2 separate regions of the Zea mays genome follow, and region 2 is linked to region 1. The links are chromatin contacts, called in public Hi-C maps. All regions are on one chromosome and are shown on one strand. Each heading gives the region's core, a stretch centred on a gene start, on an enhancer-like site or on the middle of the called end of the contact. The rest is flanking DNA. Distances are from core to core; before and after follow the strand shown. Region 1 holds the start of LOC103647392 (mitogen-activated protein kinase kinase kinase NPK1). Region 2 holds the start of LOC100284042.

Region 1 (5,006 bases), core at 1,699-4,198:
AGGAGATGTTGTCGAAATTTTATATACGAATGTTAGAGGTGTAGTTTAGTAGCATTCTGGGGTGTCTGTGGATCCTGGGGTATTACAGTTTTCTTACCTATATAGGTTTGGGAGGTAAATCCAGTCTCCCAATACAACTGTAAATATATTTTGATGTATATAAGTTGTCGCTAGGCTTTGGCGCTAGAATTTTTTTTTCACCAACATTTCAACGGTAGGAGAAAAAGATTAACCACAGAAGAGGAGATACAAAGATATATTTGAAATTTTTAAGGTCTCCTCTCTAAATCCTATCTCCAATAAGAAAAAAAGTGGACGGGAGAAGAAGAGTTGTGTCAATTGTTTGAGGGGTATGATGTTAAGATTTGAGAGGCCGAGAAAGAAATCTCTTATTGAGGGTGGGTTTTGGGGACTTGTTGGAGCTATAGATGTCAAATGGGCCGTGTCTGGCGGATCGGACTGAAACACTACCCATTTAATAGTGTCGTGGACCGGTCCGGCATGAAGATAAGATCGTGCCATGCTTGGCCACTGCCTCGGCCCGTAGTGACGGTCTGGCCCGACATAATTATATATTTTATATTTTACAAAAAGTAATATATATATATATATACAATTTATATTCGCTACCGCTACCTTGGTTCTATTGGTTAGTTGACTTTGTACAGTGCTCTCATCCTTGCTCTAGGAGCTCGTGGGTTTGAACCCTTTGGGCTAATGGGCTGGTCTAGCACGGGCAACATACCGGTGTGCTATGCCTGGACCGGGGCTGAGCAACGTGGGCCGATCCAGCACAACTCAATTAGTAGTTGTTGGGGGCCTTCTTACTCCGAAGGTCCTCAAAACACTCATCCGATAACGTTTTTTTGTTTCACATGTTGCAGAATTAATGCTGAAGGTAGCCTTAAAACTGGAACTATCAACGTACACTTTCTAAGAAGAGGAAGTTTCGAACAAATACCATGTGCTCGTGTATGCCGAAGCAAAGAAGAACCATATAACACTTTCGAAGTTTAATCTACAAGTCAGAAGAAGGAAAGGACAACTTCACCCTTGGCATGTAAAATAGACTAAATGTATAGCCTTAAGGTCACAATTGTAATTTCACCAATGTTGTATATTGTGTCTATAAATAGATGAATAGTGCCAAGCATTGGGTGGGAATTTTTTAGTCGAGGCAGGCTTTACCTCTCTCCATACGAAGCTGTAATTTCCTTCTCCTTCTACCTTTGTAAATTCACGAAGGCTAAGGTACTTGAATAAACCCTTGTTTGATAATAAAAAATTAGAAACACACAATGATATAACTCCTTTTATGTTTAATCATGTGTTTTTCATCGTTCGATATCACTTCTTTCTCATTTCTTCCCATGAACCTTTGTTCTCAAGTTATTACTTCAGAGAAGTAAATAACAGGTGGACGAAGGTTCAAACTTTTTAACTTGTGTTGCCTTGTTTTTGTTGCCATGTAACAATTGAAAAAGTGACCAACAATAGTGAGACCTAGTGGGTCCATGCCGGATCGGTCGGTCCGCCTCAAAAAATTGAGCCTCAAGTCAAAATTTCTAATGCGAGGGAGACAACGATTGATTGTGATCGTTAGATGCCTTGAACACATGGTGCCCCTGTATTCTCTCCTTTTGGCTCATTTCACTTGTTTCAACTTTGGGGAAAAGCTCTCTCTCTCTCGCCCCACTCTCTCTCACTCTTTCTTAAATCTCAATTCTTTTCAGTGAGATTGGAGTAAGCTTCTCATTGGATTCAACTCCAGAAGTAAGACCCTTCTCTTGAGCATCTATGGCACTCATTGGTGATTTGATTTTCATTCTATTACTCTTGGGTTCTTGGAACCCTAGCCAACTAGGTGTTGCCCGATGATGCCCACGATTCATGCTTGTAAAAGGTGTGTACGAAGTTTGCATTATCCATTTGTTCTAGTGGAAATCTTAGCTAGATCTTTGTGGTTGCTTGGGAAAAATAAGGGTTGAAAGGGACTCTAACCTTTGTGCCCGCCTCAACAGCGGGGGCACAAACACAACTTTGTGGTGTGGATGAGTTAAATCGTGTCTTCATGTGCTTGCGACTTAATATTGCTAATTGTTGTAATGGAGAGATATAAATTGCTTGTGACGTACTATTGCAAACCCTATAACTATGGTTTATGTCACTTATATCACCAATTTAGGCGTGGTTGATGGTACTAACAACCACATAGTCGACTCTTGAGCCTTATGCTTGCCTTTCACTCTCGCAACCTGATCCATGATAGCTAAATCATGTGTCTTGGTCTTCTCCACCTAGCCATATAACACCATGACATGTCTCATATACAATGAGGTTATTTAAAGCATTAGTTGAGCATTTGCAACATAACCAAACCTCCTCTCCACCATAGCTTTAAGTGTTGCTCATATACAATAAGGTAGGACATGAGCTCTAAGATCAATTAAATCAAGTTGTCTTTACATAGGTACACTTAAAAATAAATATTTATCATCATCATCATGAATCTATAAAGATAATGCTTATATACTGTTGGAACTTGCTCTACAGGGCAAGATGATCCAACGCCCCAACATATACCTATAGACTGTCCCAAGAGGTTTGAGAGTGTAAGAAACTGTCGAGCCCTTTTTGGAGCAAGCCTTCCTACGTTTATTTCTATAAAATTAAACAGACCTGTATAAAATTTATATATAGTTTTGTGAAATTTCTACGTTCCAAATGAACCCTCAAATAAAAGTTTTGACACAAGGTTGAATCAATAATTTAAACAAAATTTTCTGTTGTACCTTGTGAATCTTCGTAGATTTAGATCAACTTATTAAAGTGTCAACTGTTTGATTACCTGGAAGGCTGGAACCTATTTCTGACGCGTTCACTCCCGATTAATCAATGTGTCCATACTCCATACACTTCGACGCTAAAAGCCGAACCGCTCTACCACTCCACTCTCGAATGCTCCCTCCTCGCTAACGGTCGCGAGGGGCATTCCCGTCCTTCTGCCGCCCCGCAAACCCCCGAAATTTCAAAACCCGACACTCGAAAGCGGGCGTCTCCATTTCCCACTCGCCCCCTCCTCGATTCGATCCAGCTGGACGCCGCTCCCCGACGACGAGGACGCCCGTGGAGCTCTAGAATCAAGCCATGCGACGGGACGACGCCGGCGGCGTAACCGGCTTCCACGACTTGTTTGACTCGGTGCGCCGCTCCATCTCCTTCCGGCCCGCCGCCGCAGCCCCGGAAGCCCCCGCGGGCCCATTCGTCGCGGGGGCTGGGGGGATCGGTGTGCGGATCAGCTCTTGCCTCCGGAAGTCGCGGGGGATGGGGCTGCTCGGTCTCATCACCAAAAACCCCTCGCCGCCGCGCCGCATGCTACCGCCGATGCCCGATGAGTCGGGCGGCGGCAGCGGAGGAGGTGGGGGCGACGACGCAGGCGGAGAGGAGAACCCGCCGATCCGGTGGCGGAAGGGGGAGCTCATCGGGGCCGGTGCGTTCGGGCAAGTCTACCTCGGGATGAACCTGGACTCGGGCGAGCTCCTCGCTGTCAAACAGGTGAGGGGGGTTCGACGCGCGGGATTATTGTTATTATTATGTCTTTACCGTTTAATGTTTTGGTGGCATTCGGACTAGTAACTTGTTCCTGTGACTCATTACAGGTTTTGATCGGCAGGAGCAACGCGACACGGGAGAAGGCCCAAGTGAGTAGCATTTTTATAAAAGAATTGCGCTATCAGGGAATTAGAGTCTTGATGCTTTTGTGAGTTTGTTTGACGCGATGTGCCTTTTGTGGCTAGGCTCATATTAAAGAGCTCGAAGAAGAAGTGAAACTGCTCAAGAACCTGTCTCACCCCAACATCGTTGTGAGTGGATGCAAAATTTTTGCTTTCACTAGGTAATTGCTAAGTTTTTTGACTTACTCTGTTTGGTCCGAAAAGAGGTATCTTGGGACTGTTCGTGAGGAAGACACGCTAAACATTTTGCTGGAATTTGTTCCTGGAGGGTCTATTCAGTCACTTTTGGGGAAGCTCGGTTCATTCCCGGAGCCTGTAAGTAATCATCAATCTGTGTGACTTGCAATCCTGGTGAGTTCATAGTGGAGAGTAACTTATCCATTATATCTGTTGATCAGGTCATTAAGAAATACACTAAGCAAATTTTGCAAGGATTGGAGTATCTGCATAGCAATGCAATAATACATAGAGATATAAAGGTATGCACGTTGAAGTCTTAATATATAATGCAGATATTTGGCCTTGTTTGTTCTGTTGCAATGCTTATTCTAATGAACTTGAAAATTTTGCCAAATTTCAGGGTGCAAACATTCTTGTTGATAATAAAGGGTGCATCAAACTTGCTGATTTTGGGGCATCTAAGCAAGTTGCAAAGTTGGTAAGATCAAAATAATACGCTTAGTGTGCCCTTAAGGTCAAGTGTAACTGATGGAAGTTAGCAAACTTGGGCAATAAGATTGGGTTAGTCAGAAGAGAAACTTAGAGCATTCCGTCTCATCAATAATGAAAGAGCAAGTTCCATGCAGGCTAGATTCAGGGAGTCATCTATTCTTTTTTCCTTTGGCAAATTAGTTGCAACTGAATACGGTAGAGATAAAAACATGTGCTAGGTGGTGAAAGACGAAGCAAACATGAAAAATTCTAGAATATTGTAGGACTAAAATCTAATCTGTAGGCCTGTACTGAAGCTTACAAAACAAAGTGCGGGTGCTCATAACTTCTATTCTTGTAGTGACAACGCTAAGACACAACAACAATAACAACAAAGCTTTATAATCTTATGTAAGTTGAAGTAGACTAGAGTTGAAACTCAATGAAAACCATGGCACATGGATATATGTTTTTCATGCACTTCTATTAAAGGCTAAATCTTTGGTTATATCGCATCTTTTTAAATCTCATGTTACTACCTCTTTTCATGTTAATTTTAGCCTTCCAATGTATCTCTTTCCATTGTTATCGCATCTTAGGATCTCACCGGTGCCACTAGAG
Region 2 (5,006 bases), core at 1,878-4,377, 250 kb before region 1:
ACCGGGCTTCTGAAAATTAGTATCCCGAACAGAGCAATTGGAATTGTAGTATTATAATCCGTTGAACTTCGGAATTGTAGTATCTGAGTCAGTTTTAGCCCAGTAATCCTTATTGTTATGGCAGTCCGTTTCTTGCAACGGATCCACGGGCGCAAAATCTCCAGAGCGCGAGAGTTTAGGTGGTCGAATATGTCTTCCACCACCTCTCTTGAAGTGCTAGTACATTTACCATCCGTGTTGCAACGCGGTGCCAGATGCTCGAGCTTGTGCATCCTCTGAAGCTGCATCTTCTCGGCATCCTTCTTAGAGATTCTGTCGACATTATCCACGCCTAGTGTTCTCGTGTTCTCCAGACCCTGGAGCTCCAAGACGGCTTTACTATTTTTTCCGTTGCAATATACCTTGGCAATGCTTCGATCTTAGTCAGTAATCTAAGGTCGCTGGGCATCCTCTAAAGCGATGAGCATTCGAGCACATTTAGCTCTTTCAGATTTCTCATGGTGCACATTTAGCTCTTTCAGTACCGCACGCCGCCCTGCAGGAGCTTCAGGTGGTCGAGGTCACGGAGGCAGTCGGCGACCGCGCCCACGGACTGGAGGAGGTCGGCGCGGGCACGGAGCGCCTGGATGTAGGCAGGGTCCAGAGCCAGCGAGCGGTTGCAGTCCGCGATGGCGTCGGCCGGACGGCTACCGGCCTGGAACGCGGCGGCGAACGGGTGCGGCAGCACGCCGCGCCGCGCCTCCAGGATCTTGGTGAAATGGCGCACGGCCTCGGCAGGGAGGCCGGCGTCCAGCGCCGCCATGGCAGCCGCGCGGCGCCGGAGCAGGAGCTTCACGTGCGCCAGGAGCTGAGACACGGCCTCCGACTTGGATGTTTTGCCGGACGGGACGGAGGGAGCCGCGGCAGCGGTGGCGGACGACGACGAGAAGCTGTCGCTCCTGCACGGCCGTCGGCTCGGACGTCCACACGTCGAGCGCCGCCGCCGCTCCTGCACGGTCGTGGAGAACTCTCGCGCTCTGGAGATTTTGCGCTCGTGGATCCGTTGCAAGAAACGAACTGTCGTAACAATAAGGATTACTGGGCTAAAACCGACTCAGATACTACAATTCCGAAGTTCAACGGATTATAATACTACAATTCCAATTGCTCTGTTCGGGATACTAATTTTCAGAAGCCCGGTGTTGGCGATATCACGGTTCCAAATAACTCCTCCATGATGTCCAAATGTTCTCTTAAGCAATCATATTCTTTTTTTTAGGCAATAGCAATCATATTCATGTAGATGAAACATCTTAAAAGCTGCTTTGTATATAGAAAAAGAATGAAATGTCAGATCATGCAAATCCTAGAAACAATGGTTTGCACCATCTGTTTTAAATTCTAATCCAATTCTATATTAATTTCATAGTATTCCAGGGGAATTGCATGTACCACAATCAGGTCCATATAACTAGATAGCTGCTTGTCAAGCAAGAAAAGCCAATGTGCAACAGGTATACTAAAACAGACAAATGCTACAAAAAATTGCAGAAAACCAGTCCTTTCTTTGATGATATGTGTTTAAATAGCCCTTGAAAATATATATATATATATATATATATATATATATATATATATATATATATAAAGACTGTGTAAGCAATACTAGTCAGTATTGAATACCATATATATCTTGTATAAGGACCAAGCAAACACAGGAGCATAAGGCTCAAGAAACCTCATGCTCATCCATCAATGTTTAGTCTTAATCCTGACCAAAGTAGATACTCCAGATGTTTAATGCTTTGCCCCTCAGTCACAAGGAAACTAAATAAACGCAAGATAAACTAGTTAGTTCATTCCGCATGACAAAGTAGACATAGAGCCAGAGAGCAGAAAAATACAACATCTCCACAAAAGGCGGAACATATAACCACCACATATGCACCATTTCAAGACATGCATTGTTGAGAGAGGGGGATGTGGAGCTATTTCACAGTGATTTACAAAATATATCCCTTTCAAAGCATGCATTATTGGGAGAAAATGTGAAATTTTTACAGGATTTTACCAGTCCTTGCAGCCTTCACACTGCACCATGAGGTCGTCTGGGTTGTACGGCATCTCACACTTGCAATACCTTCACATACAAACGATGCCATAAGACAAGCAATCCCACATTACATCAGAAGCAAAGAGACAATACGAACTAATGAGCACCACATGACAAAAAGAAAAGGCTAAAGAAAAGGAAGAGCTCGTTACACGGCGACACGGTCGGGGGTGAATGCACCGGTGGCGGCCTTGTAGTCAAATCGGCAGTAGAAGTCCTCCGGGCCGACGTTGTCGAGCTTGGTGTAGCTCTTGAAGGAGTGAACGATGCACTTGCCCTCAATGGTGTGCGCGCTCTGCGTGTCCAAGTGGTCGGAGAGGAAGAGCTCCTTGGAGCCGTGGAACGGGCGGCGGCCGCCCTTGGCCTCCTCCGGGCGGTAGTACCAGCGCACCCTCACCCGCACGCCGCCGCGCCCGTCCGACTCCATCCGCTCCACCCGCGCCACGTACGGCGGCTTGTCCGTGTCCGCCGGCCGCATCAGCACGCAGTCCCCCACTTCACGGTTCACGCACAGCAGCCAGAGCCGTCAAAGCTCAAACCTTAGACCAGAGCACGCGACGGCGTCGACCAAGAGCACGGCCGGGCAAGGGCTTACCTCGGACCACCTTGTTGGTGCCCTTGATGGTGTAGGCGTCGACGTCCCGCTTCCCTTGCTTTGTCTTCGCCATGGCGTAGAGGCTGGATTGCGAGCGAACCCTAGCAGTGCGAGTGTGCAGCAAGAGGGGGGGCTGGGGGATGGCCGCGGTTGTCCGTTCCGACGGAGCAGCTGCAGGGAGACTGAGGGAGGGGGCTAGGGGTAATTTGGTAGTTTCTACGCGATTAGAGTGACGGGGCGTTTGAATCCAAGTGGCGAGCGGCTGCTCTCTGCCGTCCGATGGAGGCTGCTGCTGGTTTGGACGGCGAACTTGATGGCTTCGCTTTGCCTTGCCGTTGACACCACAGAGGGCTAGAATGTTCGGTGCCTCCTGCGTGGGCTGTGAGAGCGAACCCATGAAGATACTTTTTTAATCTCTTGGTCGTTATCTTCGAGAATTTGATTGATGGGTGTTGGGTGGCATCCTTTTTCTGCGCCGAAATGTCGGTGAATAGTTTTGGCTGCTCGCGGCAGCTTTTAAGCTGCGGCGACTGCAGCAGGTTGCCGTATTCTCTTCCAATACTCTAAAATTTAAGGTTTATTCGAAAATAACTGTCATTTTAATTTTATCTCTTAACAAAACATAGAGATGCATTCATAGTCGAGATTGTCAAAATAAAAATATCCCCTCCATCCTAAAACAAGTATTCATCTTGTATTTCGAGGAATTAAAGAAATTTAACTTTAACCAAGTATAGATAAAAAAATACTAATACTTGTGGTATTAGATTACTCGCATCATATATTTTTATAGTACATTCTATTTTTATAACATTCCTAATCCTTTCTTTACGTCAAGCATTTCACTTGAGCAAGTATATTCAAGTATTTACTTTACTAGATTTTTCAATGCTAGTATAATATTGGAACTTGGGGTGCAAATCTTTGGTCAATAGATAAAATACACTTCTAGGCGCAAGGGGTAAAGTTGGGCTTGTTATTAGTTTTAATTTGTTATTAGTTTTAATTTGTGTAATTGTTGGGACAAAGGCGAACACGCCACCCTTCGCTCGACGACTTCGTCCCTGCCTTGCGCAGGCGAAGGCTGGATCCACAAAAACCCGCTAGGACAGGCCAAGGGCGCTACCGGATGAAGGCCGGTTCGACCCCCTTCGCTCTCACGTGACAAGACGAAGGCCCCGTCGAAGTCTACGGGACCTCCCACTCCCTCGCCACAGAGAGAGGCCTATGTGCGGTTCGGCCCACAGAGTTGGGCCCCGCATGGGCATGTGCGATTAGGGTCGTGTCTGTAATAAAGTTTATCGTAATGACTGTCTGTAACCTCCTCTCGTGGGAATATTTCGGGGATAAACCAGGTACTCGAGGGTCTAAAATGTCTTTGACAGGGACAAGTGGCCCCTCGAGTACCTATAAATACCCCTGTATTGTGCCCATGTACAGGGAGATGAACAAGGTTTTTGACATCTGTGTTAAGCTTTGCAAACTCTCTCCCTAAATTCCCGTTGGATCAACCTGTCGTGAAGGGCAGGTTCCAACAACAATAAAATTAAAAACGCAATTCACTCTCCCTCTCGGGCATCTTTGATCTATTTAGTTTGGATCTCAAAGGGGGAGTGAGAAGTCCCGTAGTTTGGGAATTGTAGAGACTCGCATTGGATCATGTCATTGTCAAGTGGGTTAGTAGAATTTATGGACCCAAATTTCCCTACCCATGTTAGGTAACTAGACTTAGTATCTTGCAAAGTTAGTTGGCATATAATTCCTTTCATTCCTATATTTGCATGTGCACGTTAAAATTATTGTTTACCATACACATGGTTGACCCTATTGAGGGGCAAGGGAGCAGTCGCCCTAGCCCCCGAAGATATTGGCCCCAGCCCCAAGTATCAAGTATGCACTAAGTATATCACATACCATATAACTTAGGTTGAGAAACAAATCGGTGTAGATCTAAGAAATAAATCGATGTCATCGTGCCATCGTTGGTCAATGTCCTAATTCCGCGTCGTCATGTGTTGTAGTGTTCACCATCATGAGCGTGTTCATCAAGAGACTCAACCAATTCATCCATCTTTTGACATAGGGTACGTGATATAAGCTAGTTACATTACATGGTCTCACGTCACATGACCTAAAGTTCCTCAATTTCCTAACACAGGGTTCGTGATTCACCTAGCATCGCATGAGCGGTTCACGAAGACATTATGCATGGTGGGTGTCCTGATCTCGAGAATCGGATTTCTTGGAGAGCCAGAGCTCAAAGCTACTGCTTTAATATAGGTTCTAAAGTCTAAATTTTATCCCAAATTCTTGTCTTAC

The links. A called contact is a pair of places that touch in the nucleus more often than the background predicts.
Region 2: a Hi-C map of ear shows a contact between it and region 1, with 2.4 times the contacts expected there. The contact joins the promoter of LOC100284042 here to the promoter of LOC103647392 in region 1. A contact is called at or near these places in 4 of 25 Hi-C or Micro-C datasets (ear, endosperm, leaf and 1 more).

What each region holds. Positions count from the first base shown.
Region 1 is chr2:183,262,692-183,267,697 of Zm-B73-REFERENCE-NAM-5.0, reverse strand. LOC103647392 (mitogen-activated protein kinase kinase kinase NPK1) reads left to right here and starts at 2,948. Exons shown (of 17, transcript XM_008671934.4): 1 at 2,948-3,555; 2 at 3,660-3,701; 3 at 3,798-3,863; 4 at 3,939-4,049; 5 at 4,133-4,213; 6 at 4,315-4,392. The coding sequence starts at 3,148.
Region 2 is chr2:183,511,577-183,516,582 of Zm-B73-REFERENCE-NAM-5.0, reverse strand. LOC100284042 reads right to left here and starts at 3,127. Exons shown (of 5, transcript NM_001156940.2): 1 at 2,688-3,127; 2 at 2,245-2,587; 3 at 2,051-2,119. The coding sequence starts at 2,760.